Linked DNA regions of Sus scrofa: region 2 is linked to region 1. The links are chromatin contacts, called in public HiChIP or PLAC-seq maps. All regions are on one chromosome and are shown on one strand. Each heading gives the region's core, a stretch centred on a gene start, on an enhancer-like site or on the middle of the called end of the contact. The rest is flanking DNA. Distances are from core to core; before and after follow the strand shown. Region 1 overlaps ASIC1 (acid-sensing ion channel 1). Region 2 overlaps LARP4 (la-related protein 4).

Region 1 (6,148 bases), core at 2,067-4,566:
GACCTGGAGTTGTGTCTGAATAAGTTAACACCGAATGTGAGGATGATGCTTGGAACTCTTGAGCATGCTTGCTAGGCTCTCCTTCAATCCCCTGGATAAATAGCCACATTAGCTCTGTTTTGCAAGTGCACAAGCTGGGACAGAGAGAATGAGTTGCCTGCACCCACAGAGCTGGTTGGTGACAGACTCAGGACTAGAACTTATGTCATGCAGCGTGCTCTTCTGGTTAATATGGCTGACCCTGGAGTCACCATGACCACTTCCAGTTCTGGCCATCGCTCTTGACAACCCAGGCTCCCCTAGGACTCTCTTGCTGTCTGTGCCTGCCACCAATTCTCCCCCCCACCAGCCTCCCCTTTTCTTCCTGACCACTTTCTCTCCCCACTTGCTTGCTTCCCCCCTAGCATTGTGGGAACATGAGCTGCATTTGTTTGGGTAGAAAGGTTGGAGGCATGGTCATGCTCGTTTTTCCCTGCTGAAGTTACGCAAGACTTCCCAATCTCTTTAAGCTCTGCTCTGAGACCAGTTTCACGGGCTTTTGTCACTGCCGCTGGACAAAGGTTACATGACCACAGTCCTTGCCAAGATAAGCTCATAGGGAGCCTAGCATGATGCAAGAACCAGTTTTTCCCCTCTTTTCCTTCCTCAAAACAGGAGAGTCTTGTCCTGGTTTCTCCAGAGCCCAAAGGGATCCCAGGCTTATCAACTATAGTCTCAAGGGAAGTAGAGCTGCAGGTGAAGGTGGAAGTGAAATCCAGAGCCCTACTCCTCTCCAACATACCCCACACCCAAGCAGAAGGGACCATCAAGAAGAACAGAGAAAACTCATTAGGTGGGATGGTTTGGAGTATTTGAATGAGGAAGGGAATTGCTTGGCTCCACCTGGGAAGGTGTGACGGCACGAAGGGGGATTACAGTGAGTTCACAGGAAGTATACAGTTGAGGCTCCCTTGGTTCCTCATGTCCAGAAAATGATGTTGCTAAGCCATGTTTTGTTCATAGAAATGGAGATACCGAAATGTGATTGGTCCATGTTGCCTGAGGGGACAACCCTATACAGTCAAATGGAGATATGATTGGTTCACAAAGTTCTGGAGCAATTTGAGTTCTTCCTCTTGCCACAACGCTGGTCCTCCTTGGTTCTAGATCACGTGTTTGCTCTTTCTGTGCCCATGTCAAAGACATGACCCCGAATCTCTCGGGTCGACCTCGCTGCCAGCCCCTTTCTACACTGCCCATCGGGAATCAGGTTGTGAATCTCTGTCTGATGTCTCGCTGGTGGAGCGCAGGGGTGCTGCCATGCTCCTGCATTTCCCTTGTCCTCCAGTTCCTGGCGCAGACACTCCTTGCCTGATGCCCACCTTCTCCCTCCTCTCCTGGGTCCCATAGTTAACATCTGCCTCTTCATCCTTGCTGGTCTCTGCTAGGCTGAGAGGTGTGTATCTAGCCGATGGACATATATTGACAGAAAGCCTCTGTCTATCGGGTCCAAGCTTAGTGGAGACCATCCTGGCATCTTCTGCTGCCTTGAGAGCAGAGGTTCTTAACTGGGGTTCCAAACCCAACTCAAAGTGTTTGCAAAATATAGTGTGCATGGGTCCATGGGAACTCTTCCACTGGTTCCAAGGGGAACCCTCATCCAACAGTAGGAACTCTGCTCCTGGAAGGCAGTGTAGGGGGCACAGGAAGGGCTTCTGGTCCCTTAGAGATCCCAGCTTCCTTGGTAGGGGGAGGGGGAAGTCCTGCAGTGACAAGCATTCCCCCTACATGTGCTTCTGAGTCCAGCTCAACCTCAGGGGATGGACTGGTAGTCAAAGTGGTGTTTGGCCAGGTTCATCTCCCAGCTGCGGCTGAGTCAGCTTGGGAGAGTCTGGGGAACCCGGGCTAAATCCGGGAGAAGCTGGTTTGGAAATGCCTTGGGACTGAAGAGGCAGAGGGGCATGGGAAGAGCATCCCAAGCAGCCCTGTGGGGTAGGCTTCCCCTGAGCTACCAAAGACCCACACACAGGCCTCCCCCTCCCACCTCTTACTTCTCGGTGGGGTGCTTTGTTGCCAGGGCAACAGGGTCTGAGAGTCCACTCTCCCACCCCACTTTGAGGCCAGACAGGCCAAGGCAGGGCAGGGGTTCCATGGAGGGGGCTGGGGGGGCGCAGCTGTCTGCCGGTGTCTGGGTGGGGGAAGGGGGAGTGAGCACAGTCGCAGCTGGTGCCAGCCTCCAGCTGCACCTTATCTGTCCCTGGCAGTGGGAGCGCCGATGTGGCTGGAATGCTGAACAGCACCAAGGGGAGGGGGCTGGCAGATGGTGGCCCAGTCTGCCCTATGCCACCCCCTCCTCCTCCAGCTGAGACCCAGAGCCTTTGCCTGGGGGAGAGAGAAGCAGGAATTCATTTCTGGACCTGGAAGAGATGGAAGGGGAGGGCAGAGAATGGAAATCACAGGGGTGGGTGTGCAGGGGGGATAGCGTTCCTTCAGGAGGAGGTGGAATTGGAGGACAAGGGATGGGGGACAGAAGTCCCTGAGGGGATCCTGGAGTGGGGACAGGAATCTCCCAGAGAAGAGGCAGAGTAACAGGGGTGGGCAAAGAAATCCCACCAAGGTTCTGAAGTGGAACAGGAATCTTCTGGAGCCCCTGGGCGGGGGGATGCTATGAGATGGGCGATCCTGGGACTCAGAGGGCGGAGGGAGAGGTCATCTTACAGCCAGCAGAGTGAGGGATGGCAGGTCCCAGGGAGAGCCAGGACTAGCAACGGGAGCTCCCTTATCTCCAGGGCCGGGTCACTCTGCCCCTTCACCGACACCCCTCACCCCCCTACACCCACCCCATAGCAGCTCAGGAGACCCCGGGGGAGGGACCGGCCTCACTACCTGGGTCTATTCCCTCCAGCGGAGGAGCTGCGGAGGGGAAGGCTGCCCAGACGGCTACCCTCAGAGAGAGAAAGGACCATAGGTCTACCCTACCCAGAGACCTGGTGGCTTTTGCGGGGGGTGGGGGGGTTGTGCAGACAGGGGAGTGAGCACGGGAGAGGAGAGGCTGGAGTGGGGAGGGTAGCTTTGGAGGAGGGGCGCCCCGCTCTAGCGTTCTTGGCTGCCTCCTCCCACTTTATCCTTCCCGTCTCTCCCTCCCTCCTTTCCTCAGAAGTGCCAGAGTTTGGAGGGAGAGGACTGGGGTAGAACAGAGCCAGGTGCAAGAATCCTGCGTTGGGGGGGGTGTCTCTCTCTCCTACTCGTTCCTGAGCTCGCGCGCACGCGCACACCACACACCCCCTTGGGTGACTCAGTTTCCTTTCCCACCTCCTCCCTCTCCTCCTCCCCCATCGCTTGTCATTTCCGACTCCGCCCCTCTCCCGTCTACTAAGAGGCTACTACTCTCGGTTAATTGGTCCCAGGCCGTGGCTAAAGTAATAGGGAAGGGCTCTAAGTGCCTGTGGGGGCAGAGCCGGAGCGGAGGGGTGGGGAGCAGCAACGCTTCGCAGCCTTGGGCTTCTCCCGCTCCAGCCAGGGGAGAACTCGACGTCGGGGCCGCTGCTGCACCCGGTGTGCGTCCAGGTGGCAGAGGGGAGGCCGGCGGAGGGGTCTGGACGTTTCTGCCGTGAGTGAAGTTTGTTTGGGAGCCTGCCTCAACTTTGTGGAAAGCAGTTTCAATTCTTGGGGGATGGCGAGGGAGACTGAATACTAAGCCCGAGGGGCTGGGGTTGGGAGTCAGACTCCACTTGAGCACTGCCTGTGACCGGCGGAGCCCCTCGGAAGGGCCAAGCCCCGTGCTGGGCACCAGGGGGCGGTGGTGAACAGGCCGACTCTGTCCCCGCCTTCCGGGAGATTAGAGCCCCGGGCAGTACCCAGAGAGGCCCAGAGCGCTGGGGATACTAAGGGAAGCCATTCGGAGCAGAGAGTCGTGTGCAGGAATGAGAGGACCCTCGACGTCTAAATAGAGACCTTCCAGTCTCCTCAGCACAGCTCAGCTATTCAGAAACTCCCTTTCTGCCTTTTTTTTTTTTTTAGGGCCGTACCCGCGGCATATGGAGGTTCCCAGGCTAGGGGTCTAATCGGAGCTGTAGCCGCCGGCCTACACCACAGCCACAGCAACTAGGGATCCGAGCCACGTCTGTGACCTACACCTCAGCTCACGGCAACGCCGGATCCTCAACCCACTAAGCAAGGCCAGGGATCGAACCCTCAACCTCATGGTTCCTAGTTGGATTCATTTCTGCTGCACCAGAATGGGAACTCCAGAAACCCCTTCCTACAGAATGTGTGGCATCTTCCCCAGCTGACAAGCAGCCCGGTTCTCTCCAACAAGGGCCTTTGTCTTTGGCCAGGCTCTCTAGGCACGAGCCTTTCCTCCCTGTTTATCGGAAGTGGCCACTCCAGGGGCCTCTACCCTTCCGCTGAGCACCTTCCAGGCAGGACCCTGATGTGGGGATTCTGGGAGGCAAAGCCAGGAAAGAGACAGCATGAAGGAACAGTGTGCCTTGTCTGTGTGGAGAATGAGGCTGGGTGTTGAGACTCCTGGGGTCTATTTTGGGTATAGTCTCATCTGGTTCCATTTCTCAGCTTCTAGGCTCAATTTCCTGTGACCAAAGGGGGCTCTTAGTGGATTTTTTTCGGGGGGGGGTTGTTTAGGGCCACACCTGTGGCATATGAAAGTTCCCAGACTATGGGTCGAATCAGAGCCACAGCTGCCGGCCTACACCACAGCCACAGCAATGCCAGATCCCCAACCCACTGAGCGAGGCCAGGGATCGAACCGCATCCTTATGATCCTAGTCGGGTTTGTTAACCACTGAGCCACACCGGGAACTCCAGCTTAGTGGATTTTTAAATTATTGCCAGGAGGTCCTATTGTGACTCAGTGGTAACCAGCCCGACTTGTGTCCATGAGGACATGGGTTCGATCCCTGGCCTCGCTCAGTGGGTTAAGGATCTGGCATTGCCATAAGTTGTGGTGTAGGTCACAGACACGGATCAGATCTGGAGTTGCTGTGGCTGTGGCGTAGGCTGGCAGCTGTAGCTCCTGTTCGACCCCTAGCCTGGGAACTTCCATATGCCACACATCCACCCCCACCCCAAACTGTTCTTTGCCAAGGGGAAGTCTCTCCTTCAGCCTCTGGGACTCTGGCCCAGCCCAGGCTGGCCCACGTTTAGAATGGGTGTTCAGTACCCATTTTCCTGGACACATGCATCAGACGTCTTCCTTGTGGAAAAATTTTAAATGAACACGACACTGCTATGTAGTCACCTTGAGGGGAAGTTCCTTTAAGATCCTTTAAGGACAGAGATTTTTATCACCCCAGCCTCTCCAAGGCCACTCGGAGGGGGAGGGAGGGCAAGTTGTGGTTTTTTTTCTGAGCTCCTGTGAGTTCTTGGAAAGAAAACCCTTTCCCACTCCTCTTGTCTGCACCCCCTCGATGTGGCTGACAGGCTTGGAGGCCAGGGAGGTTGGGCTGTGCAGCTGGGTGTCGTGTGTCTGATTGGTGTGCCACCTCATCTTCATCGTGCCAGGCTGGGAACATCCCTAGGGGAGAGACTGCTGCAGTGGCCTTGACCATGAACAGCAGCCAACTCAGGCTTCCTCATCACACCCTGCACGTGCGCCCCAGGTGTGCCAGCACATGTGGGCATCTCCGTGTGCGTATCTGAGAGTGGGAACATGTGGATGTGAACGGGGGCACACACAACTCATTTCACGTGGCTGCAGGAGAGAGCTTCGTGCACGCCAACCTCTGGTCCCATGCAGAGCACATACTAGCAAATTAATCTTCTCTTTCAGTCATGCTTTGCAATTTACAAATTCCCTTTACTCTAGCTTGTGTGATCCTCATAATTCTGGGAGGTGGGCAGATTTTAAAGTCTTCACTTGAAAGTTGAGGAAACTGAGGTTCAGGGCTATTACCTGACTTGCTTGAGGTCACACAACCAGAAAATGCCAGAGCAGGACCTTGACTTCAGATCTTCTAAGTTCAGGTTCTTCATGCATGATGGTAGGAGCTGGGGGGGGGGCATGGAGGAGGATACCCAGCTCCCCTGCTGTCCATGCTCTAAGAGGCAGTGTGGTGAGGAAGGATAGGACAGAGAGGGTGCAAAAGAGAAGATCCCCAGGGGTTCCCATTGTGGCTCATCGGGTTAAGAACCTGACTAATATCCATAAGGA
Region 2 (6,148 bases), core at 1,612-4,111, 250 kb after region 1:
TTTGAAAAATGCGTATATTATGTGTTTGTTTATTCTTTACCCCAGTATTATTCCCCTGCAAACCTGCTTTCTGATATTGTAGAAGGGCTGATGGGAAAGGCAGTGATCTTCTCTGGGCAATGTGGTGGATAGAAAAGAGCCCAACTCAAAATTTCTCTCCCAATCTATTCTCTGTGTTGGGAGCCTGCCCTCCTCTGTCCTCCCTTCTTTATCAAATCATAACCACCTTCTAACCCTCCAGAATAAAGCCTCTTGTTGGCTTTCTTTTCTTCTTCTTTTTTTTTTTTTTTTTTTTTACCCATTTATTTCTTATTCCTGAGGCATCTTTGGGCTTGGACTGGGGTGGGGAGGGGTAGACTGTGCCACTTTGCCATCATATCAGGGATTATTTTGTGACAGCCTACCTCGGTGTGTGTTGAAGCTTTGTGTTTCAAGTAATTTAGAGCAGAAGATATTCTTTCTTGAGTGGTCAATGAAGAGGTTTAACATGAAGAACCACAGGCAGAATATAAAAAGCGTAGGATAGGCAAAGCGATGTATATACATGAAAGAGGAAAATAAGCATTTTACTGAAACACTGAAATTTACTTTCAACATGTTTTTGTTTAATCTTACTGTCACTTGGGAATCTTCTTAAACCTGGAAACAAGATAGAGAAAATTAACCTTATTATAAGCTGTGCTTGAACACATTTGCGGGAACATAGATAACTCACAGGGAAATTGAGTGACCCTAGAACTCACAAAGGTAAACTAGTAAAATTAATATATAATCCCTATTTATAAAAGTCACCTTAACAAGGCAGAATATCTCCTATGACCAAAATCAGGAAGAGCAAGCCTCAGTAATAGTTCATTACTTATTAGACAGTATTCTTAAACCTAAAATTAGAACATGGCCTAAAATATTAACAGCATCCAGGGCATGGACTTGTTTGTATTTTCCGAACTTTCAACATGAACATGCATTACTTTTTTTGTTGTTGTTGTTGCTTTTTAGGGCTGCAGTCTAGGCATATGGAGGTTCCCACGCTAGGGGTGGAATCAGAGCTACAGCTGCTGGCCTACCCCACAGCCACAGCAATGTGGGATCTGAGCTGTGTCTTCAACCTACACCACAGTTCATGGCAAAGCCAGATCCCTGACCCACTGAGCAGGGCCAGGAATTGAACCCACATCCTCATGGATACTAGTCAGATTCATTTCTTCCACGCCACAATGGGAATTCCTGAACATGATTGCTTTTGTAATTGGAAAGAAATTATTTTACTGAAATTTTCATAAGGAAATCATCATATAAATATATAAACTTGTGCAAAGATATTTGCTGCAGCGTTGTCTGCAGTGTTGAAAAAGATACAGATTTCTATCAGTAGGAGAACAGTTCGCTAAATTGTGATAGCTCTATGCAATAAATATCATACAGCCAATACATTAAGTCTAGGAGTTCCTGTCCTGGTGCAGCGGAAATGAATCCGACTAGGAATCATGAGGTGGTGGGTTCAATCCCTGGCGTCGCTAGGTGGGTTAAGGATCTGGTGTTGCTGTGAGCTATGGTGTAGGTCAAAGATTCAGCTTGGATCTGGCGTTGTTGTGGCTGTAGCGTAGGCCAGCAGCTGCAGCTCTGATTGGACCCCTAGCCTGGGAAGCTCCTTATGCCATGGGTGCAGCCCTAAAAAGACAAAAAGCCAAAAAAAAAAAAAAAACCAAAAAAACCCAAAACAAAAATAAAAACAGGAGTTCCCGTCGTGGCGCAGTGGTTAACGAATCCGACTAGGAACCATGAGGTTGTGGGTTCGATCCCTGCCCTTGCTCGGTGGGTTAACGATCCGGCGTTGCCGTGAGCTGTAGTGTAGGTTGCAGACGCGGCTCGGATCCTGCGTTGCTGTGGCTCTGGCGTAGGCTGGTGGCTACAGCTCCGATTCGACCCCTAGCCTGGGAACCTCCATATGCCGCGGAAGCGGTCCAAGAAATAGCAAAAAGACAAGAAGACAAAAAAATAATAATAATAAATAAAAACAATAAATATCTATTAACATAGAAAAATTTCAGAGTTTCTGTCGCACAGCCGAAATGAATCCAGCTAGGAACCATGAGATTGCAAGTTCTATCCCTGCAATCAGTGGGTTAAGGATCTGGCACTGCCATGAGCTGTGGTGTAGGTTGTAGATGTGGCTCCGTTCCTGGGAGGCTGTGGCTGTGGTGTAGGCCAGCAATTGTAGCTCTGATTCGACCCCTAGCCTGGGAACCTCCATATGCTGTGGGTGCGGCCCTAAAAAGCAAAAACAAAACACAAAAACAAAGAAAAAACAGAAAATTTTCAAAGATGCACTATTATGTGAAACAAAGCGAGTTAAAAGACGTTTCTGATATGAGCCCATTTTTGCAACCAAAATGTAAGTGCAGAGAAATTTTTTTTTTTTTTTGTCTTTTTGCTATTTCTTGGGCCGCTCCCTCGGCATATGGAGGTTCCCAGGCTAGGGGTCGAATCAGAGCTGTTGCTGCCGGCCTGCACCACAGCCACAGCAACACCAGATCCGAGCTGAGTCTGTGACCCACACAACAGCTCACAGCATCACTGCATCGCTGGATCCTTAACCCACTGAGCAAGGCCAGGGATTGAACCCGAAGCCTCATGGTTCCTAGTTGGATTCATTTCCGCTGCGCCACGATGGGAACCTCAAAAAACCCTTAATTGTAATTGATGAATTGCTGGAGGCTCAGTATAGCAAGTCTGAGAGTTAAAAAATCCAAGGGGACCTCATCAAAGGGATCTTCAGAAACTCTACTAGATCCTGACAGTGAAGATTGTAGAAAAATCCCCTCATGTTTCCCTCAGGGGAAGGAGAAGTATAACCGTTTTGAAATACAGCAGAGCATTCTGTTCTTAGCAAATCTGCCCTCAAGAGAAACTATTTTGCCAGAGTCTAACATGCCAGAGTTTTAACGGGACCCAAACTGGAGGAAAAGGAAAAAACAATTCCAGCTCCCTCTAGGCATCCTGTCCCATCTAAGGTAGTGTAGGGTCAGGAAGACTGAGAAGCACTGGTGAAGTTCACGGTCCAGAGGCATAGGTTCTCCAAAAGACTGAGACCTATTTAATCATAGAACTATAAAATGTTTTCCCCTTCCTCCAGACCTCAGCAGCACACCCTTGAAGACCTCTTTTCCTTTCACATAGTATAGCACGTCCAGATTTCAATAAAAAATTACAAGCCTCACTAAAAGGCAGTAAATACAGCTTGAAGAGATGAACAAGCCTCAGAAGCAGAGTAAGATATGTAGGGATGTTGTAATTATCAGGCTGCAATTTAAATTAACTATGATTAATATGCTATGGATTTTGATGAAAAAGTAGGCAGCTTGCAAGAACAGATGGATAATGTAAGCAGAGAGAGGGGCATTCTAAGAAGGAATCAAAAAGAAATGCTGGAGATCAGAAACAAACAGAAATGAGGAATGCCTCTGCTGGCCTGATTAGTAGACTGAGGATGACTGAGCAAAAATCTCTGAGCTTGAGGATATGACAATAGAAACTTCCAGAACTGAAAAAGAGAAAAAAGACAAAAAAATAGAACAGAATACACACACACACACACACACACACACCACACACACACACACACACACACACACACAAGCAATAACTGCAGAACAACTAATAAAAAATGTAACATACATGTTAAGAGAGTACCAGGAGAAGAAAGAAAGCAACAGAAGCAACATTGGAAGCACTGACTACTGAGAATTTCCTCAAATTAATGTCAGACACCAAACCACAGAACCAGGAAACTCAAAGAACACCAAGCAGAAAAAATGCCAAAAACAACCTATATTTTTTGTGGCCATGAAAAACACCTTAACAAACCTGAAAGAACAGAAATCATCCAATGTCTGATCTCACACCATAATGGAATTAAACAATAAAAAAAAGTTAACTGGAAAATCCTAAAATACACGGAAATTAAACACCCTTGGAGTTCCCAGCATGGCTCAGTGGTAACGAATCTGACTTGTATCCATGAGGAAGCAGGTTCAGTCCCTGGCGTCACTCAGCGGGTTAAAGATCCGGTGTTGCCATGAACTGAGGTGTAGGTCACAGTCATGGCTCAGATCCTGAGTTGCTGTTTGTGGTGTAGGCCTAGCAGCTCTAGCTCCAATTCATCTCCTAGCCTGGGAACTTCCATATGTCATGGGTGTGGCCCTAAAAGACAAAGACAAAAAAAAAAAAAAAAAACAACTCTTGTAAATAATACATGGGTCAAGGAAGAACTCTTAGGAAAAATTTTTAAATATTCTGTATCAGGAGTTCCTGAGCTTTAATGAACCCGACTAATATCCATGAGGACACGTGTTTGATCCCTGGCCTTGCTCAGTAGGTAAGGATCTGCCGTTACCATGAGCTGTGGTGTAGGTCACAGAGGTGGCTCGAATCTGTCATTTCTGTGGCTGTGGTATAGGCCAGCAGCTACAGCTCTGATTCAACATCTAGCCTAGGAACTTTCATATTCTGCAGGTGCGGCCCTAAAAAGACACACACACACAAAATTTTTTTTGAATCAAATGAAAATGAAAATACAATTTATCAAAATTTGTAGGATGCAGCAAATGCAGTGCTTAGAGAGAAATGTAAGAATTGAATGTACATATTAGGAAAGAAGAAAATTAAATCAATAATCTGAGCTTCCACCTTGGAAAACTAAAAAAAAGAGGAACAAACTAAATACAAAATAAGCAGAAGAAAAGAAATAATAAAAATTAGAGTAGAAATCAAAAGGGAAAATCAACAAGCATATCTGGGCATCTTGCATTTTATCTGGGAACCATATTCATCCATAAACCAGGTATTGATGTTGTTTCAAATTACATATATAGTTAAGTACAAAGCTAAATGTGTAGGAATAATAATAGCAAATTCAGAATAGTGGTTTCTATGGCGCAAGAAAGAAAAATGCTATTGGTTAGGGGTACACATGGAAATTCACTCTTATGTGTCTTTGTATTATATATTTGTAATTTTTGCTTTTTGGGTTTTTCCTTTCCCTTCTTTTTTAGATAGCATGTTTTATTTCTTAAACTTAGAGCTGTATATGCAGACTTTTTCTTTTTTTGGTTTTTAGGGCTGCACTTGTGGCAAAGGGAGCTTCCCGGGCTAGGGATTGAATCAGAGCTACAGCTGCTGGTCTATGCCACAGTCACAGCAACCCCAGATCCGAGCCGCGGCTGCAACCTATGCAACCTACACCACAGCTCATGGCAACGCCATATCCTTAACCCCCTGAGTGAGGACAGGGATCAAACCCACAACCTCATGGTTGGTTACTAGTCGGATTCATTTCCACTGCGCCACAATGGGAACTCCTATATGCAGACATTTTTTCATATGACCATGCTTTTTGCTGTCTGAAATATTGATAATAAGTATTTAAAAATCTTCAATAGCCCTCTAGATAAAGTCCAGGGAACCTACCATGGATTACAAACAACTTCATGGTTTCTCTGACTCTTCTTACTATCTTGCCACACCCAGTTTGTATACAGTGGTCTGGCCAGGCTGATCAATTTTCCTCAAAAAAACCTCTACGCCTTTGCTGTTTTCTCTTTTAAGCACACTCAGTGCTCTTCCCCTTGCCACCTACCTTCCTCTTGTTACTAAATCATCACTTAATTGTCTATATCTTTAGGAGACCTTCTCTTCTCTAGCACGTTTATCTATGTCTGAGTTGAGTATTTCTTTGTACTTCCAGAACATTCAGTACTTTCACCATCACTTACCACTTACTCAACTGTATCGGAATTGTTGACTTACTTCTCTATACCTCCCATTAAAATATAAACCCAAAACTATAAAAATTGTTTCATTTATCTTAATATTCCTGGCTTCTGCCTAGTACCTGGCACTAACAGGCCCTCAATAAATATTTGCTCTAGGAATTAATTAGTTAAATAATGATGGGCTGGTTTATTTAATATTCTTGAGGCATGCTATAATTTTATTTTTAATGTAAATAATGTTTTATAATCAGTATTTAGTTGGGATCATAAAATCTTACCACCCTAGAGTGTAGTTAGAAATCATTACCTAAAAAAAAAGCAACAAAAACAAACAAAAAGGGAGCTCCTATTGGGGTTCAGTGGGTTAAGAACTC

What was found. HiChIP or PLAC-seq counts read pairs in DNA pulled down with a chosen protein or histone mark.
Region 2: a contact with region 1 is called in an H3K27ac HiChIP or PLAC-seq map of alveolar macrophages. The contact joins two enhancer-like sites. A contact is called at or near these places in 13 of 47 Hi-C or Micro-C datasets (embryonic fibroblasts, epiblast stem cells, fetal liver and 7 more) and 2 of 2 datasets of contacts at active chromatin or transcription factors (alveolar macrophages and skeletal muscle).

What each region holds. Positions count from the first base shown.
Region 1 is chr5:15,968,300-15,974,447 of Sscrofa11.1, forward strand. All of the region lies in intron 3 of ASIC1 (acid-sensing ion channel 1), which reads left to right. Among named protein-coding and RNA genes, the nearest start is that of ASIC1, 6.3 kb to the left of the region's middle. Within about 2 kb of position 3,317, at least 21 of the 83 cell types and tissues checked have an H3K27ac peak or open chromatin away from gene starts, as enhancers often do. A contact at or near this core is called in alveolar macrophages, where this site is marked.
Region 2 is chr5:16,217,325-16,223,472 of Sscrofa11.1, forward strand. All of the region lies in intron 2 of LARP4 (la-related protein 4), which reads left to right. Among named protein-coding and RNA genes, the nearest start is that of LARP4, 43 kb to the left of the region's middle. Within about 2 kb of position 2,862, at least 2 of the 83 cell types and tissues checked have an H3K27ac peak or open chromatin away from gene starts, as enhancers often do. A contact at or near this core is called in alveolar macrophages, where this site is marked.